Linked DNA regions of Gasterosteus aculeatus: region 2 is linked to region 1. A link is a contact called in public Hi-C data. All regions are on one chromosome and are shown on one strand. Each heading gives the region's core, a stretch centred on a gene start, on an enhancer-like site or on the middle of the called end of the contact. The rest is flanking DNA. Distances are from core to core; before and after follow the strand shown.

Region 1 (5,683 bases), core at 2,288-4,787:
TAGCACAGCGCTAACGCTGCACTCACCTTCCATAGCGATGCCGTCGTAAACCTCCTCATTGTGAATGTTTAAAACCGGCATGATCCGACTCCTCTCGCCACTGTCCTCTCTTCATCCTCTATCATCCTCCCTCCCTCCCCGTCCCGTGACTCTGGCCCCGGCTGCACTTAACTCTGGCTTGATCACTGGATGCCTCTCTCTCTCTCCCTCACACACACACACACATCAGCAAAGACCCACAAGCACAACGACAACCGTGTGCCCAATAAGTCCCTCACGCACGCCATCGGCTCGCCGATGTCGCCCAAGAGGCCTTAATCAATCAAATGGCGGCAGACGGAGAGACCTTAAGACCTAAGTGTCCCGCCGCCGGACATATACGCCACAGGGAGATCCACACGTACTCATGTAGCGGAAGGTCTCCTCGGCCAGCACGGGGGAGATGGCGCTGTGTGGAGCGTGGCCTTCGTCCGGGGAGCAGCCGGGAGAGACCGCCCAGTCCTGGCTGTCCGACAGGTACACGGAGCCGGAGTCGGCCGAGCCGGAGCCCAACGAGCCGTAGTGCTTACCGCTGCTGCCGAGCCCCTCGTCTGTGGGTCAGAGGGCGGATTAGAAAAGGGGGGATACAAGTCCCCAAAATAAAGGTCTGGCTCATGTGAATTACTAATAACCAGCATTATATTAACAGCTTGTACCAAGTGCCTGGTTGCCATATTTATATGCTATAATAGTAATAATTTTACCATGACAACATAAATTAAAGAGGCTTTCATTTCGTAAGAAAAGTTGCAGCCCTGGTGAGATTTCCTGAGAGCGAGTGTGGGCTGATGAAGCCTTCGAGAGTGCTTATGTGTGTGTGTGAGTGTGTGATTGTGTGTCCTTTGTGGTTTACTGGGACATGAGGCGATAACTATAGCATCGAGCCCAAAGACACAGCAAACTGTACTGCAGGGCAGCGGGGGGGTTAGAACTCAAAATGTACACATAGGACACACTGCAGACGCCCTACCCGTCTCCGTGCTCGACTCCTTCTTCTCCACCGCCCGGGATTTGACCTCAAACATGTCTGTGGAGCGGGAGAGGGGGGAGGGGGTGGAGGGAGGCGGCGGTCCCCGCTCGCTAACACAAAGCTGGACCGGGAGCCGCTGCCGCTGGGACATCACATCCTGTCCAAGCACTGACCGGTGGTGCCCGCATACACCTTCAGTTGAGGGGAGAAGAGTGGAGTGTCAAAGAAGCAATAGTCCCAGAGAAGAAGATATGCAGAGGGTTGTTGGGGAGGGGGGGGGGGGGTCCCTACAGACACTCAACATTGACAGGATGTTGAGTGTCTGTAGGGAATAATCTGGGCCTTAAAGTGGTCAGACAGGATGAACATTCTTTTTTCTCTCATTTTGTACTGTACTGTAACTTTTTCGTTTTCATTTCACACATTTATTTAGTTCCAAATAACTCATTGCTGATGAAAACATTCAAAACTTAATTAAAGAGCGACTACAACAATTCAGCATCCCACTTCTCCACGTTGGGAGGCTTGTGAGAGATAGATTTTAAAAAGAATAGACAAAATCAAAACCGCAGAAGGGAGACATTCTGACTTCCCCGCCTTGGTACGAGTGATGGACCAAAACGCTGAATTCTACACTTCCCATAATGCAATTCTACAGCATCTTTCATTTCCTCCATACGTTACACAGCTGATTTCCCAGAGTAATAAATCGATCTTATCGGATAAAACTTGTTCTTCTAAGTAGACAGAGAGTTTTATCGTGCTGTTGTTAATTTTTTACTAAGAGCTACTCTAATAACCGTGCAGGTTCATGAATCCCCAAGAGCATCTGCATCACTGATCTCCTGTCCGTGTGGGTGTGTGTGTGTGTGTGTGTGTGTGTGTGTGTGTGGGCATGTCTGTGGAAAAACAGGCCTTGGGCAACATCCATCCTGTGCTTATGTAACATTGAAGCCGTCACTGTTTGTTCTATGAAGGAGATTAACGTCATGCGTGCAACGCTACAGTCCAAATGGGCCGTTCGGCATTAGAGGCCTGGGAGATCATATCGAACTGACCCATAAATCTCATCGGTAATGGAATAATATAGAAACATTCACATATGATATTGCTTGTATTAATCATCCTGAATGGCTCAGTATGAGTATCTTTTTCCATATTTGTCATGGCAACCTCCCCGCTGCCCGATTTAAAATGAAACGGCTGATCAGGGACAAGCGCCCTTGAGTCATTGCATGATTAACACCGTACCAGACAGACAGCTCTGTGCCTGGAAATTGAACAGTGAGAGATGAGTGCTCCCACGAGCGTATTTCCCTTCAAACTGGAAAAACCACAAGATGACAATAAGCCAGCGCCCACAAAAACTCAAATCTATCAATACGCTGGAGAAAATCCAGACCTCAATGCGGAAACCCACCACTTAATGTTGGTGACCGATTATTGCGCGTTATAAACGTGTAAAAAGGTAAGCACAGCCGCAAGATAGTAGCGCTGCGAAACACCGACGACACGGCAGCGTTTCACACAAGTAACAATCTGTCACAGAGGGACCGGATGCTTACTTCAGCTTTTTACAGGCTCCATCTCCCTTCACGTCTAATCCGCTCTCATCCAGAGCGACCTACAACCAAGTGCAGCAGTATAAATGTCAAATGCCAAAAGCAGTAAACTGTACAGTTTGATCTAACTATCACCAACAACAGCAGGAAACACACATCTGATCTGACCTCCATATGTGCCACCGTCGACTATGAAGAAATGGATTCATCCTAAATCCGTTTATTTATAGACCATAGTAAGACTTATCATGAAGATGTTTCAGTGGTCAAATAACCTAATGATTGGTAGAGCATAATTTTGCGGCTCTGCATTTCGGCACGATTAAAACAATTATAAAGATTGTATTTGAAAGAGGACATTTAAAGCTGCATCCCATCGATGTCAAATCCGTTATTTTAGGACGTATATGTTCTATCAATGAATTTTTCAATAACGGCACGCTTATTGTTCTCTCTGTCCGCTAACATTGAGTGTCTACGTGTATTAAAGCGTTATGTGTCCATATGTAATATATAGGTATAAAGGTCACAATAATAAAACAACGCTAACCAACAAACAAACAGCAGGCCGACCATAACGTCACCATTACGCGATCTAAAGCTACGGCTAAATAGCTCGGGTAGTTGTTAGTCCCTTATCAAAATATCCTTTAATTTAAATGTAGGATCATTTTAATAGGCATTTAGCGTTAGCTAACATAACGTTTCACGTGTGGAGTGAGGATGACAGCTTCACTGTTTCTAGTCGAGGGCGTTCCTCGGGCGGACGCATTTCAACACTAAGGACATTAAAAAATGATTTTCGATTATTAATTTTTTTTAAACGTACCCTGCGTCGGTGTTACTCCACGGCATCTGTTATTCCAGTTTTACATACGGAGTATTTCGATATCTTCACCAACAACTGAAACAATGGAGCGGAAGGGAAGGAGACGGCGAACAGCGACGAGTCATCGACGCGCGACAATATGCGCGGTGACGTATTCACTCTGCGCCATTTACCTTTGTCAAATTTAAAGTCATGTCAAAAAGGAAAAAAGAACAGCGCCGGGATATTGTGCGGTTCGGTTCCGACTGTAACGCGTGATACTTATTTCGCACAGATCGCGTCATATGGGCCAAAGTAAATGAAAGACCACGGAGTTCGTAAATAAAACATCGCTTCGGAAAACCAATCTCTTGTTAGTATTTTTAACTTGTTTACGTCGAAGCGCTCGAGTTGCAGTCAAGAGGAGACGGTAAGCGACTTTTCCTTTCGTGACGGGGTGACGTTACTCCAAACAAATGACGTTAGACTTGAAACAAAGAGGTATTTTAACTGAGCTAACGTCGGCATCACGTTTGAACCATATACGTCCATTGCAGCTTTTAAAAAATCTCTCCCGAACTTCGACAAATAGTTATTAGCCATTAACTGACGACATCAACCGTCGGGTTGAATAAAATGCGTTCTGGTTCAACAAAAAAATGGCTGCATCTAGCCATAACCTTGACGTGCAATTGAGTAATACATGTACAGCGGCGTTAATAATGTTATATAACCCAGTGTAAGTACATCTCCAACACAACCGAACACAGTTTTATGTTAGCTTCTGGTCGGGGAATGTTTTCCTGGGCTTCATTGTTCCCGATGTGTCGTCGCTCAACCGGCCTGGCGGGGATGTTTCATGTTTCATATCGTTTGGTTTGTGCTGACTCAGACAGGTGAGCTGCGGGCGGATGAATGCGTGTCTGTGGTCGGACGGACGCTGCCTGCTTTCTACTCCAGTTTGGGGGAGGGGGGGCAGGGAATCGACGCTAGTCTCCTGTTACCCCCTCCATGTCTTTCTTGGTAAGAATATATTATTATTATTGTTGCTGTTGTTGTTGTTTTTCTCACTTTGTGTGAGTCGCTGGGTTGCGATCTAATAGATGTTGATGGTCTGGTGGGATGAAGCCAGTCCCCTCGCGATGCACCATTAAGTGTGTCCAGTAACCAGGTGTGCTTTCTCTGAGGTGTATAAGACGGCTATGGCTTGTCTGGAAAACCCAACGCATCTGCACCAACATACATAATATAGATGGAAAAAATGTGAGATGCTGCTGAGCATTGTTCACACGTAATGGTCATCTGATTATGTATGCAGCGCTCTGTGGGGACATCAGTCACTCCGCTGCCTCTTTTTGTTGCCTGTTGTCGTGAGTCTCGTTCTCTCACCACTTCCAATGAAAATGCGGCGTCAGTGCCCAGATTCCCCAGATGCTTTCTGCTCTCGCCTCATCCCTGACCGTGTCGTGTATCACCCCCCCTTCCCCCAAGTTCCCACGTGTCCTCTCCACCCCTTCCTTTGTTCCGTAGGGCATGTCTCACCTGTGCTCCTCCTCCCTCCCCCACCCTTCACCAGGATTGTTCCTGCATCTCCCACACTCAAGTCCAGCCCCTGGACATAGAGGAGTGCTATGAGGACGTCAGCCACCAGTTCCTGGTCAGTAGCCGAGACATTCAGCGTGGTTACATGGATTCGAATAACTGGCTTAGTCGGACTGAAATCGAATTATTCGTTTCATGTAAACACCTTTGTCCGACTGTGCGGTCCGACTACGATCCGACTAACACCCCTGGATAACTCGATCCGATCCAGTTGATAGTTTGACTATTGCGGCATGTAACGGTGAATCGGATGAGGAACTGGACTTTGCGTCTTTGCGCATGCTTGAGATCCCGACGGCGTCTTCTCTCCGTTATCAAATCAGCCAATAGCGGCATTCGCATTCGCTGTACTCCTATTAACATCATGCACAAATAGTAGAGGGATGTAGCTTCACCTTGCTCTCCGCTCGCCATCTTTCTCGTAATGTTGATGTTGTTGTTGTTGTTGTTGGCGGTAGTGGTGAAGCGGTCAAGCGGAAATTGGCTGTATCACAACTAGTAGTAATGAAAACAGCGCCACCTATCGTATCGGATATGACGATATGCTTTCGGCCGATGATTCGATTTATTCACTGCCATGTATATTGGCTTAATAGCACCTCCCCCCAAAAGATAGCATAGTCCGACTAAGCAAAGATTCCAATTCTACCATCATGTAAACACACTGACTGTCCCCATGGAGACAGGCGTCACACGAATGCT
Region 2 (5,683 bases), core at 1,100-3,599, 140 kb before region 1:
AGAATGGCACTAGAGAAGACAGACTACAGCTAAGTATTTCTCAAAAGGGTCCCTCTGGAGCTCGTCTCTTGTCTGTTTGGTCCGTACCAACATAAATCAAATCAGAACTTCAGAGCTCACTTTTGGTTCGCTGGCAAATGTTACATTTTAACAGGAGGAAACTGAGCATTTGTAGGGGACTATTTTGAGAGGCAGATTCGTCCTAATTGGTGCCCTCGTTAGCATTGGCCAATATATCCAGAGCAGCTCAACTAAAACCTTCAATCACACGTAATGCGAACATTTGTAGCACTGAAACAATCGGTTGATTAATTGGCCATCGAGCTAAGAAGTACAGAAAAGCTTCTTCAATGCAATAAAGTTAGGTTTCCGTTATTGTATTTCACACGATAGTCAAAATCTAGGGTGCATGAGATCGATTTGTTTAGTTAGAAATTTAAAAAAAAATGTTGCATGTCCTACAAAAGATATACATATTTTTTAAGCAATATATTGCTAAATAATTTTAATAAGAGAAAACGATATATCCTGTAAAACCAAGCATTTGTTTTTGTCCATTGCATGTTTCAGAAAGACTGACTGAATTGTTGCTTACTCACAATAGGACCTCGGACACTATGGAGTTGACGTCAAACACGATGTCCAGACTGAAACCCAAGAACTCCTTCCCACCCCTGGCAGAAAGACACGGGACAAAAACACATCAACCCAATTCACGTTTTCTGGCGTCTCTCCTGACAAATTCAAAATCGCCAACTCCCTCCTGCCGCTGCGCGCTGCTGACCTGAAGAGAAACACTGTGTTCACGGCCTTCTCCTCGGCGCAGTACCCGTGAAAAGACTCTTTATTGCAGTTTACCTGAACAGAAAAAGGTCAAAAACACACCTCCCATGTGGGTAAACGTTTAAAATGAAAGAATTCTCCAAATACTTTTGTGTCAAACGTCAATGACAGCAGGCCTGCGGTTACCTTGCCAACCAGCACCCCATAATGCTGCAGAGCGTCAGCTGACTGCTCCAACTCCACCAAGAAGAGGGAGATGGTTGGGGAGACTGGAGACAGAGATCAGGGAGTGAAGAGGCTTGTTGACACATCTGTATTTCACAAACTACTTTTTAAAGCAACCTACCCAGTTGCTGGAAATAGATGAACAGCGTCTTCCCAGAATGCAGTGCGTCGCTGAAGTCGGCCGCCGTGTGCTCGGTCAGGGCCGACGGGCCGGTCCTCCGCGCGCATCCTCCCAGCGGCAGCAGCAGGAGAGCGGCCACGCACGGCCACATGGCGCCGGAGCGGCTCCGGGGCTGGAGGAGGTGCGAAAGTGTCACCAAGCACAGGAATAAAGAGGACAACTTACATTATGACGGCTATTAAGAGGCAGCAGCTTCTTCCTGGGCGGTTAACGCCAGCAAAGCCCACAGAGGGTGCCTTATGCTTTAAGTTGGGGTTGATGGTGTCGTTGCTGACGTTAGCTAATGCTAATTACTTAGCGTTAGCTCGGCCTGTTTCCCACTGTATGTTTGGGCATGTTTTTTTTATGCATCGCTCACGTCGACACTTGTCAGTAAAATCAAAATATAAATGTCCGTGAACGTTAGAACGTTTGGTTTGTAATCTAACTGCGCAGTGAAATTTGAAAAATGTATCTCTAGAGAACGATGCAGCATACTTATGTCAAGCTGCTGGTGCTACATCAGTTTCCTGTTATCATTGTAAAATAAAGTCCTTATTTGGAAAATGTGCTGCAGGGGTTTCGAGTTGTCCATACAACTCCCATGAGAATCGTGAAAATTACATCATCAGAATTTGTAGCTGCAAATAATATGGCTGTTTTACGATTTTATCAAAGCTTTTATTTTGGAGGCATTCACGTTTCCCTCACAACTGTCGGTTGTTGCTCAGCAACTTGACGTAAAATATTGGCAAATTGTTTTGATGGCGTCTGTCCTAGCAAGCGACGTATGTATGCTCCGTTGAGCCAATAAGGTTGGGAGACAGGTTGGTAACCAATCACAGGCGACCTAAGGGCGGGAACTGTCGCAGCTGACATCATCATGAACCAATGGCGTGAGAAGGCTGTGGAGGCTGGGTTGGCTGGCTTGGCCAATGAATCAGCGCTTTACGAAAGTGGGCGTGAGGACGTCTCTCATTTGGTAGATTTGTCCGTAGATTTATCTTCGGAAACTGGACAGAATTTGTGGCTCCAGAGTCAGTTGTTTCACAAGCAAACTAGTCGTATTGTGAGCCAAAATGGCGGCCTATCAAACGCCAGTTTCCGCTTTAGTCGAGAGCAAAGGGGCGGGTCTAAAACGGCATCACAGCTGATCTGGAGGTTTTGCCCCCCTTAAGTTGTTTTTTGCAGAGAACAGCCTTGCAGAGATTCACAGATGGACCGCTCTCGTGTTTTCTTCCTCCGTTTCTTGATATTTTTAAACGGTGCACATTTGTTTTTAATTCTAAACCCCATATTTTATTCAGCCTAGTATCGGATTTAAACCCCGGCGGAGCTTCATTATGACACTTACCCTCAGACTAAACTGCTTTTGTCGCACGCTTTCACCCGATTGCCCTCGTCTTTTTTTCCACCGGCGGTGCATTTAACACGGGTCTGACCCAGTTGTAGTGTTCCCCCCCCCCCTCCATAGCATCCCATGTGTTAGTGCGAGCGGCCGGTGAAGATGTTTTCGACAAGAGACGAGGTCGATTCCTACTTGTTTACCTCACAGAACGAGTCCCCCGATACCGCGATCTCCCCAACACTGGAGCTCAGTCTGACTGCCGTCTACACCGTCCTGTACTCCCTCCTGTTCGCATTCGTTTACCTGCAGCTCTGGCTCATTTTGCACTACGGACACAAGCGCTTCAGCTACCAGAGTGTGTTTTTGTTCCTGTGCTTGCTGTGGGCCGCGCTGAGGACGACACTCTTCTCCTTCTACTTTAAAAATGTGGTGCAGGCCAACCGGCTGCAGCCTCTGGCCTACTGGCTGCTCTACTGCTGCCCCGTCTGTCTGCAGTTCTTCACACTCTGCCTACTGAACCTCTACTTCACACAGGTAAGGCTGCACGGAGAGGTAGGGGGCACCTGATTGCACAAAACAGCCGACATTGCCATTTTGTCAACAACAATTTGACAAAAACATTTAATTTGCAAAGTAAAGCATGTTGTGATTTTTTTTCAGCAAATAAACGAGCAGCCTGTTCCACAACTACAGCTCCCATATTGCTTTTGACAGTTTGTTTTATGGACCTAATAATTAATTGGTTAATTATGAGCATATTAGCAGAGGGGACTATTGACCCCCCCCCCAAACCATAAAGGAATGGCTCATCATCCTGTCAATGCTGTGTGCAAGGCAACCAGCAGGGACTCCTGGAAGTTGCACCCGGCTAAGAAATAGTTCCCCCTCCTGCTTTGAGTTACCACCACAGACTGGTGAAATGTGGTTACTGTAATCACCATTAGGCTCACATGTTCTAAAGAATCTGTTGATTCACTCAAATCAGGTTCTAGGGCTTCGCTTTGGCTCAGTTCAGGCCACTGACATTGAGACCGACTGGTTGGAAAAAGAAAAAAAAAGCCTGCGTCACATCGATGTTTAATAAATGGACAAGAATGGAGTGTGTGGGTGGGGGTGTGTAAGATGGAGTAAAGAGAGACAGTTGGTCAGTAGCTGTTGTTCAAAACCTGCCCACCCCAAATGTCAAAGACCGGCTTGTTCCTGTTGGCAAACACCAAACCACTTTGGGACTCTCAGTAGGGTTGAAGATCAAACACGGCCTTCTGAGGCAAACGCAGGGAGCATCTTTACTCACGTAAAATGGGTGTGTGAGTTGGAAAGGAAGCTTGTCCAACTGGCTGAGGGGAGATTCCGTAATGAATCCGACGTTGTCTTTGGACTGCTGAAAAAACACTTGACCTGCAACCTGTCAAAAGGCTGAATAAACAATTTTCCTTTTGTTTGGTGCTTATGCTACTTTGCATAAAAAAACGTTCCTCCCCAGTTTAAAACTAATGTATCTCAATCTATGTCTGGAAAACCATGTGACTGGCGGCTCAGAGATCAAACTTTTCCTACTTGTGGTTTTGTGTCTCGCCAAGTCAGACATGACTAATAGATAGTGTTTCTACTAGAGTTTTTACTGTCTCAGTTAAAATACAACTAGATATCAAACACTGAAAGTAATTTAACAAAACGTTAAAGAAGCTATAATCGGTTATTTGATTATAGTTGTGAACCAAATTAGCAAGAATTTTTCCTGGTGGAGACCAAAACTGAGCTACAAAAATATCAAATATTGGACCTGCACAAACACAAGCCTTTAATTCGCACAGCTTATGCAGTCATGTGACATGAGGGTACAAGTCAACAAGGTCGGGAAACAGTGTTTTATACTAGAATGCACCGGACCGGCTGCATTTTAATCCATTCAGAGTAAAGGAAAGTGGCCTTGTTGATTTTGGGGTGAAGTTAATGATTAAATGTGTGTCAAATAAATGATTCAAAGGGCTTTAACCAAATCACCAAAGACATTTATGACCATATTACAGCATCAAATGTACACCTTTCTTTGTGCACTCCAGCTAAACAGAAAATGTTCATACTAATGTTCAGCAGCAAACTATTAAAATCTCCTCCTTCACTGGAAGGACTAAAAAAGGAGGAAGATTTAGCTGCATTTTCCCCGTGATGTTTGTGTGCTCATAGAATCCGTAATCTGGTCGTGTTCTGTTGGCTGGCTGCTGCTTTTCTGGGTTACCAATTACCTTCTTCTGGCCTACATCCTCTCACAAAAGGCTGAGTGTTTATGTGTGTTTTAAACTCAATGGTGATCAACGATCAAGACCTGTGGCCATCTAATCACATAATATCAAAAATGTCTTTGGTAAGAGACGGTGCGCTCCGCGTGTTCGTTAAAAACAGAATAAACCACATTTTGGGGTAAACAGTTTGCAATATCTAAAAGGCTATTGCAGGACGACGGTGAACTGGCCCAGTGGAGGCCTGGCCGCCCAAACTGGACTTCTTCCAGTCGGGTGTCATTGATAACATGTTGGCAGGTTGTAGATAACAGAAATGTAATTTTGGTTTGACTGGTTTTTAGATGGATCGTATTTAATGTATTTTAATTTGTCAGGTATTTCTTGCCATTTTCTTCCCATTTGCAATGACTTCTGGCCTCACTTTGTGTGGCATTTGAGTGTATATTTAATGGGATGGGTGGGAAATGGACCCACTTTTGGTTCTTGTATGTATGTATAGATATAGTATTACACACACGTGTGTATGTATAAAATATATATATATATATATATATATATATACACACATAGACAAGGATTTGAAAGCCCCCATTCATGTCACTACAAAGTCATCTAAAAAGTGAAAGTCAGCATGAATGCACTCGGTAATATCAAATACTTTCAAAAAAAAAATTTATACACAGAAAAAGTGCACTTCACTAAATGTTGTAGCCTCAATCGCTAATAAGCTGAAGCCTTGGACAACAGAAAGACCGACCTGCATGCCTCGCCATAGTCGATCAACTCGGACGACTGCTGTAGAGCCTCGCAGTCATTCTAAGAGCCTTTTTTTTTTTACTTAACAAAATAAAGTGACGTCTTATTTCCTGTTTGCACAGCGGTCCACTATAGGCTCAGAGGCCTTAATTTATTCCTCTTAATTAT

Evidence for each region. Hi-C and Micro-C count contacts between places; a contact is called where the count stands out from the background.
Region 2: a contact with region 1 is called in a Hi-C map of whole body, with 2.7 times the contacts expected there. The contact joins the promoter of gpr137c here to the promoter of stradb in region 1. A contact is called at or near these places in 2 of 6 Hi-C or Micro-C datasets (skeletal muscle and whole body).

The regions. Positions count from the first base shown.
Region 1 is chr1:28,349,654-28,355,336 of fGasAcu3.hap1.1, reverse strand. stradb (STE20 related adaptor beta) reads left to right here and starts at 3,537. Exons shown (of 12, transcript XM_040174100.2): 1 at 3,537-3,809; 2 at 4,272-4,402; 3 at 4,956-5,036. The coding sequence starts at 4,391. trak2 (trafficking protein, kinesin binding 2) reads right to left here and starts at 3,547. Exons shown (of 15, transcript XM_078101518.1): 1 at 3,401-3,547; 2 at 1,010-1,201; 3 at 405-590. The coding sequence starts at 1,160.
Region 2 is chr1:28,489,512-28,495,194 of fGasAcu3.hap1.1, reverse strand. gpr137c (G protein-coupled receptor 137c) reads left to right here and starts at 2,349. Exons shown (of 8, transcript XM_040182906.2): 1 at 2,349-3,050. The coding sequence starts at 2,676. It overlaps txndc16 (thioredoxin domain containing 16), which reads right to left and starts at 1,825. Exons shown (of 18, transcript XM_040171760.2): 1 at 1,130-1,825; 2 at 970-1,052; 3 at 785-858; 4 at 600-674; 5 at 1-9. The coding sequence starts at 1,280.